Regions from separate parts of the Sus scrofa genome. Here region 1 is linked to region 2. Evidence: chromatin contacts called from public HiChIP or PLAC-seq data. All regions are on one chromosome and are shown on one strand. The core of a region is the stretch at or near the end of the contact, and the rest is flanking DNA. Distances in the headings are between cores, read along the strand shown. Region 1 has its middle 30 kb from the start of MAP3K1. Region 2 overlaps LOC106506500 (a long non-coding RNA gene).

Evidence for each region. HiChIP or PLAC-seq counts read pairs in DNA pulled down with a chosen protein or histone mark.
Region 1: a contact with region 2 is called in an H3K27ac HiChIP or PLAC-seq map of alveolar macrophages. The contact joins two enhancer-like sites. A contact is called at or near these places in 3 of 47 Hi-C or Micro-C datasets (embryonic fibroblasts, epiblast stem cells and fibroblasts) and 1 of 2 datasets of contacts at active chromatin or transcription factors (alveolar macrophages).

Annotation. Positions count from the first base shown.
Region 1 is chr16:35,840,719-35,844,819 of Sscrofa11.1, forward strand. No RefSeq gene overlaps it. Among named protein-coding and RNA genes, the nearest start is that of MAP3K1, 30 kb to the right of the region's middle. Within about 2 kb of position 2,608, at least 5 of the 83 cell types and tissues checked have an H3K27ac peak or open chromatin away from gene starts, as enhancers often do. A contact at or near this core is called in alveolar macrophages, where this site is marked.
Region 2 is chr16:35,701,221-35,704,836 of Sscrofa11.1, forward strand. LOC106506500 (a long non-coding RNA gene) reads right to left here. Exons shown (of 6, transcript XR_002339583.1): 3 at 3,012-3,408; 4 at 367-545. Among named protein-coding and RNA genes, the nearest start is that of ANKRD55, 44 kb to the left of the region's middle. Within about 2 kb of position 1,746, at least 12 of the 83 cell types and tissues checked have an H3K27ac peak or open chromatin away from gene starts, as enhancers often do. A contact at or near this core is called in alveolar macrophages, where this site is marked.

The sequences.
Region 1 (4,101 bases), core at 1,358-3,857, 140 kb after region 2:
TTTATCCTCAAACCATGGAAGTTAGCAATTTACTTTGCTTCACTTTAAGTGGCACGAATCAACACCAGAATATATTAGCCAAAGCTCGAAAAGTTCCTCATATTTAAAGCTGGAAAAACTTCAAGGCATTTTGACCCAAATGCAGATTCTAATAAAACATGTGTTTCTTTCACACCAGTTAGTCTGTAAATAGCTTAAAGTACAAAAGCCCCTGAATCAAAACACTGACTATAGAAGTGTTTTAACAAATCAAATGATGTACTTAGTGTAATGTGATGGGTCTATCTAAATATTTTGTCTGTTTTCATTTGCTTTATATTCTTTCAAATGGGAGACAGTTTATGGAAGTTGAATTCTGGACTTTCTTTGCTATTTTATATATTATATATACAGACTATATACATATTATATATATATATATATATATTTAGACTTATTAGTGTTGCTCTTTGGAGCTTTCTTTTGTTTGGAGCAATCACATACAACCAGCACTGTTCTAAAACACTGCCTCTCAAACTCATCATTTCACTCTGATCGCTGTGCCTGCCGGTCTTTATTTTCCCTCCTTGAGGAGACAAATGTCCACCATAAAGTGGGTTGATACAAGCACATCATGAGAAGAGTAGATAAAATAGTAAATAGTAAAAAGACAAAAAAAAAAAAAAATACAGAATCTTAAAAACTCTCACTTTGATGTGCATTTGAGCCAACTGGGGATTGTGCTAAAAAGAGGATTCTTTTTTTTTTTTGCCTTTTCTAGGGCCGCACCCACAGCATATGGAGGTTCCCAGGCTAGGGGTCTAATCAGAGCTGTAGCCACTGACCTACACAGAGCCACAGCAAAGTGGGAGCCCAGCTGCGTCTGCGACCTACACCGCAGCTCACGGCAACGCCGGATCCTTAACCCACTGAGCAAGGGCAGGGATCGAACCCGCAACCTCATGGTTCCTAGTTGGATTCGTTAACCACTGAGCCGTGATGGGAACTCCTTAAAAAGCAGCTTCTGACCCAGCAGGCTGGGGTGGGGCCCAAGATCCTGCAGTTTAGTGAGTTCCCAGGTGATGGGTACACAGCTAGTCCTCAGACCACACTGAATAGGATATCGAGGTAAGAAGATATTGCACCTGTCAGGTCTTCTGACCAAAGCAAAAAGATTTAATGGACAGTAAGTAAATAAGGTTTACTTAGTATGTAGTCTGTGACTAGACCTTTTATGATTGAGTTGCTTTGACCGTAAGTATACCGTAAGCTTTCTCTGCTTATTATCCCTATCTATTTAATTAAAGTAGTACTTTAATTTGTTTTCTAATAATGTTTACATTTGACTCTGGGATTCATTTTATGCATTTTATTTGTTGATGTAATCAAGACCAGCCAACTTTCATTTATAGAATAAATAATAGAAAGATAAAATTTTTAAGTAAAAAAGAGGACAGGTCTGTTAAGTATGCTTTAAGTCTTATGATTTAGTCTTAGTTAAAAGTTGTTGCAACAAATATCAAGTAAAAAAAAAAAATCCCAGAGATCTCTAGTTCTGGTTTATCAGCACAAACCTTGGAAAATCACCTAATTGATTTCCTCACTAAATCCCTCATCTATAAAATAGGTTGAAAATTAAGTTTTCTCAAAGCATTAATGCCAAAGAATGTTAAGAAAATATATTGGTGTCTCTACATAAGTGGTTCTCAAGAGTTGTCCCAGGTGATGCCTATATGGCTAGTATGAATCCAAGGTCAGCAGCCCAGCCTCACCTGAGAACCTATTTGAGAAATTCTCAGATCCTGCCCAAGACCCACTGAATCCAAAACTCTGGGGGTGGGGTCTGGGAATTTAAGATTTTAACCAGTCCTCGGATAAATCTGATATATGTTTAAAATGTTAGAACCCCTGCTCTCTCTGTAAAGTGCAATAACAATTATTCTTAATCAGACATTCCTAATTTTAAAGAACTTTTATAATTAAGTTACATAAGTTCATAGGGCTTGTGTGGTACAAAGGTTTTTTTTAACAATAAAAAAGCAATTTAAACTGGTTCTGGATTTCCCGTTGTGGTGCAGTGGAAATGAATCTGACTAGTAACCATGAGGTTGCAGCTTCCATCCCTGGCTTACCCCTAGCCTGGGAACCGCCATATGCCCTGGGTGCAGCCCTAAAAAGCAAAAAAAAAAAAAATTGGTTCTAAGAACAAGGAGGACTGCTATCCTGGGGAATCTCTCATATTATAACACTTAGAAATGCATAACTCAAAACTAAGCTCCAAAGAAAGAACAGCAAATCTCAAGACGTAAAACGGGATGTGGGAACCCACAAGCAGAAGAACAGTGAGCAAAGGGGATGCTGTCCCAGGGGCTGGGGGTTATTGCCACACGGGGACAGAGATGTAGCCTGGACCCAATGAGGAAGGAATCTAAAACGAAGACTCCTTCATAAAGCGCACACACACACCGAGTGAAAGGAGAATTAGAAAAACTTTGCTCTCTGCCCAAGGAAGCTGGTCTCTTCCTCAGTCTCTGAGCAGAAAAAAAGAGATTCTCTAGTAGATTTCAGTCCCCAGTGGAATGTGGATTCTGATTTAACACCACTACAGGATGTGGAGATCCCAAAGTGAAACACCGGAAACTCCCGGGATCAGCGGAAGTAAAAATGAAACCTCCCCGCAGGGATGGTTCCACAGCCCGGGGTAGCAGACTGTCACCAGAAGACAAAGAGTGAAAAGGCAAGTGGGGAAAAAAAAAAAGACATTTCCAAATAAGGAAGGACAATCTACCATCCAAAAGACCCTGGCTGAAGGAGTCACTAACGATTGTACCTCAGTGAAAAGGAAATTAAACCCAGAAAGAATTTCTTACAACTCCACAATAAAATGATAACCCAAGGAGTTCCCATTGTGGCTCAGTGGATTACAAACCCGACTAGTACCCATGAGGAGGAGGGTTTGATCCCTGGCCTCACTCAGTGGGTTAAGGATCCAGTATTGCTCTGAGCTGTGGTGTAGGTCACAGACAAGGCTCAGATCCTGCATTGCTGTGGCTGCAGTGCAAGCCGGCAGCTACAGCTCCTATTCAACCTCTTGCCTGGGAACTTTCATGTGTTGCAAGTGTGGCCCTTAAAAGCCAAAAAAAAAAAAAAAAAAAAAAAAAAAGGGAAAGAAAGAAATATTATATAGCCATAAAAAGGAATGAAGTACGTACTGATTTGTGCTGCAACGTAGATAAATTTCATTATGGCAAGTGAAAGAAGTGGGACACACAAGGCCACACACTTTATGATTCCACTTATGTAAAATGTCCAGAAGAGGCAAATCCATAGAAACAGAAAGCAGACTTGTGGTTACCAAGGGCTGGGCAGAGGGAAGATGGGCAGTGACTCTTCCATGGGTACAGAGTTTGGTGTAAGATAAAAATATGGTAAAATTGGAGTTCCCATCATTGCTCAGCAGTAACAAACCTATTATTCATGAGGACGCAGGTTTGATACCTGGCCTCACTCAGTGGGTTAAGGATCCAGCGTCGCCGTGAGCTGCAGTGTAGGTCTCAGACATGGCTTTTGGAACCCACTGCCTGTGGCATAGGCTGGCAGCTACAGCTCCCATTCAGTTCTGAACTTCCATATGCCATATGCCACAAGTGTGGCCCAAAAAAGCTATATATATATATAAAATATATATTATATATGTATGTATATGTGTGTGTATACATATAGTAAAATTTATTGTGGTGATGGTTGCCCAACTCAGTGTACTAAAAACCAAAGAATTGTCCACTTTAAATGGGTGAACTGTATGGTATGTTAACTCTATCTCCCTAAGGCTGTTATAAAAAAGACATGAGTTAAAACAATACTATCCATTTATAGGAACATATCAGATGTAACTATCCACCTTATGCACATCAAATGTGTCAGGAGGTTGGCTGTAAGAGTTCCCAGGAGATGTGCAAGCAGCTCCCAGCACTTTGGTTCTCCAGCCTCAGCCTGCTTACCCCAAGCTGTCCCCTGTTTACAGTCTTGGTTCACAACTTTAAAGACATGTAAATACTCAAATAGTTTTGACCTAGTTTGGTCTTAACATTGGAGCAAGGGAACCCTCTTGCCCAACTGGTC
Region 2 (3,616 bases), core at 496-2,995:
CCTTTGTCTGAAAAGTGATACTGTGAAATCATCATGAGAGACATTTAAAAGGTTTTCGTTTTTTTATTAAGTTTTGCTCGGAAGATAAACAAAGAGTTTAGGAAACTTCAACATTTATAACATGATTTTTTTTTTTTTTCCATATGCCTAGAAAACTGAATAAGGAGAAAACAATTTACAGTATAGAAGGAGATTTAGATAAAGCATTGGAATGCATTTGTTTTAATGAAGCAGTGTGGAGGCAGAGTAATGGTTCAATGACCCTTGGGTAGTCCTGGGCTATGTGACCTGTGTAGGGTCACCTCCCCGCCCCACCCTGCCCGGCCGCACCTTGAGAGCTGTGCCAATCCACAGAAGCACTCATACCTTCCCAGCAGAAGTGGCTCTCCTTCAAGGAGGTTCACAGAGATTATCATCTGTAATCAGGATTCTGAACAAGAACTTCATGAACTGCTCTGCTCGTGACCCAGGTTGGGAAAGAGGGCCAAGCCTGCCTGCTAGCATCAGTGGCAAACAGTGATGATAAAGGCTGTGGCCTGAAGGTTCTGAAGAAGAACAAATAAGCACACATCAAACTGTTATGTTAGATAGACACTGGCTTAGAATTTGAGGGCAACCAAGATAACTCCCAAACTCTCTCCTAGGAAAACAATGCGGTTCTAGGGAAAGCATTTAATTCTAAGGATTAAATGAGATTATAAATATATGTGATATAAATAATAGGAATATATATACATACATATATGTGTCTGTGTATATATACATACATATATACACATACATATACGTGTACACATACACACACACACATACTGGTGTGGTATTCTGTATGTATTACATGTATACATATGATTTCAGAGGCACCAAGGTAATCCCCCAAATCTCTCTCCCACCAACTAGAGAAGCAATGTAGTATGGTGAAGAGAGGATAACGTAAAACAGTGGTAAGTACAATACAGGCAATAAAAACAATACCAGCTAGACATAACTAATGATATACATTCCAGGTCATTTGTAAATCTGTCCTAGGTCAAAGATGGCAGAGAACAGTTTTCAAGAATGCAAAGAACAGCTCATAAAATTCTTGAAAATTGAACAATCAGCTCACAAGGCCAGATCCAGCACACCCCAGGTTCCCTTCATTCCTGAGGTCCAGCTATATTATTATCACCCTGATTTAAGCAGCTGACAAATGCCCTCCTCTGTCCCATCTACAGATATCAAGTTGCTTTCCAGTCACCTGCAATCAAAAGAATATTGACTTATTAAAGAGATTCCCACCAGCTAGAGTGGAAAGGGATTACTTCACATAAGAGGCAAGGTTTAAGCCACTACATCTGAAGACAAATATTACAGCTTTCCCAGATGTTGCAGGTGTTGTTTTCTTTCTTTCTTTTTTTTCTTTAATTGAGCTTCCCACCTTGTTAAATAGAATTTTCAGCTGTGGAAAATCTAGCCATGCCATGCAATGGTCCCTTTAAATGTCTGCCCTAGATGAAGAATGTTTAATCAGCTGAGTGAAGCCTGCAGGCCCCACAGGAGCTCGGGAGGATGTTCACAGCTCACAACCACTCCTGCCTGTTCCCAGGAGCCCCAGCATCACTTTGTGAAACCACACAGGGTGGAGCCCAGCTTTTCCCTAGAGAGGAAGTGGCTGCCGGAATGCCAGATGTGCCATTCCCACAGCAGCTGGTGGAGGGCCCGTCTCTCCTAGGGTGAGGAGCAGCTTCTGCAGAGACCAAGCCCCGGAAGTTTGCAAAGTTTCCACAGGCTGGGGAGAACCCAAGCTGTGCGGGGCCCCAGGCAACACAGGATGAGAAACAGAACATTATTCAGGGCTGATGCTCCCACCCATCTCCTTTGTTTCCTTCCACCAGTGTTTGGAAAACCTGTTTAAAGAGTTATTCCAAGTGTTTTTTCAAGCCTCTAATCTGTCTTCAAAAATATCCTTGAAGAGGAAACAAAGATTGTTTGCTAGCAGTTGACGAGGGTGGAAATGGCCAGGAAAAGTCGTTCCAACACACCTAGGCTAAAGCCACAAATTAGGGCTGGCAGGGCTTGGACAGAAACCAGCTGGGTCGATTGGTCTGTTGTGCTCTGTGTGTCCTGCAGCTTTTAAAACAAGGGGCAGCTGAAGTCCCCAGCATTTTGTGAAAGTTGGGGGTGGGAAGATGAGAGCAGAGGCGAAATGAGGGGGAGCAAAAGCAGAGATGCTATAGATGGTTGGTAGAAGGGAGACAGCTAGATGTGGGGAAGCAGTAGGGAAACAGTGCAGTTCGTCTGAAATCTTGTTTAAGGTACATTTTCTCAGGGGTGGGGTGGGCAGCGGGTGGGCTGAACCCTTCAGCTGTGCATCCAAAGTTGATTTAAAAACCTGAAATTTTCTGTAATTGGACCTCATTAATAAATTCCTCAGGGTTCCAGGAGGTTCTGAAGAGGTAGAAAAAGTGTTTGGAGAGACGAGAGCAACAGGAGGTTGTAAGATCCCAGGCTGAAGAGTTAATTTGATTTAATCAGCTTGGGGAAAGTCTGCATTCACAACAACCCCCAGGACACACTGAGCCCTCCTGCCCTCTTCAGCAAGGCAAGATTTTCTCTCATTCACTTCTTCCTACTTTTTAACCCTTTTTTCCAACCTGGGTAACTAGCTGCCCCACATGTTCTGCAAGCCAACTGTTAGGAACCAATGCCCCTCTCCTCTACAGAACCTTCGCTGTTCTACAGTAGGTGTGATTCCCGCAGCTGAGCAGGGAAGGCTGCCACATCCCAGCCTCCTCTGTCTATTCCTGTCCACCCCCGCCCACCACTGCCAAGCCCTGCCCTGCCCTGCCCCACCCCACTCTTCTCTCCTCCCACCTTTATTCCCACCCCTACTCTTGGTTGTTAGCTTGACCCCAAATTCGCATGTAATCCCAAACATTAAATTGAGACAGTAGCATTGGTTTGTTGCCATACCAAATCTGGAGTGGTTTGTAAATGACAAGCCTGCTTGGTTTGGGTTTGTAATATACCTTTGCTTTTTCCTCCAGTAGAAGTGAGCCTGAGATGCAAAATGTCCAAAGGTCAGATACCTGGGGGGAAAAACAGAAGTGAAGGGTGATACCCAGACTGGGAAGTCAGCTTCTGAACAGGAAAGGCCAAGGATCAAATGCAGGATTTTGCCAGGGCTCCAAATGGCTCATTCTCACAGCATCTATCAAATTTTCCTGCCTTTTCAGGGCATTTCAGGAAGAAGTGGCATCCAGTAAAACCAGCATGGAATGGGAATAAAAATAACAACTTCCTCTCTCAAGGATCATCAACTTCCATCCCCAAAGCCCCCGAGGTCAGTGGTTTTCAGAGCAAGACTCATCCCTGGTCAAGGTCACAGTGGCTTCTACGGATTGCATTTTTTTTTCATTGTCCAGGCTAGGATTAAGGATAGACATAGAGGGAGCAGAGAGGAAGGGTTAGATCATCAGAGGTGGTAGAACCTAGAAAGTGGTCAACCCACACCTGCAGTTAACCTCCTCACTGCACCCCACCCAGCCCACATCCCAAGTCAGATTTGGAAGCTTGAGAGCAGACTGCCTCCTTCACTTCCTACTTAGCTTCTATTCTCCTCTTGCCTTGCCGG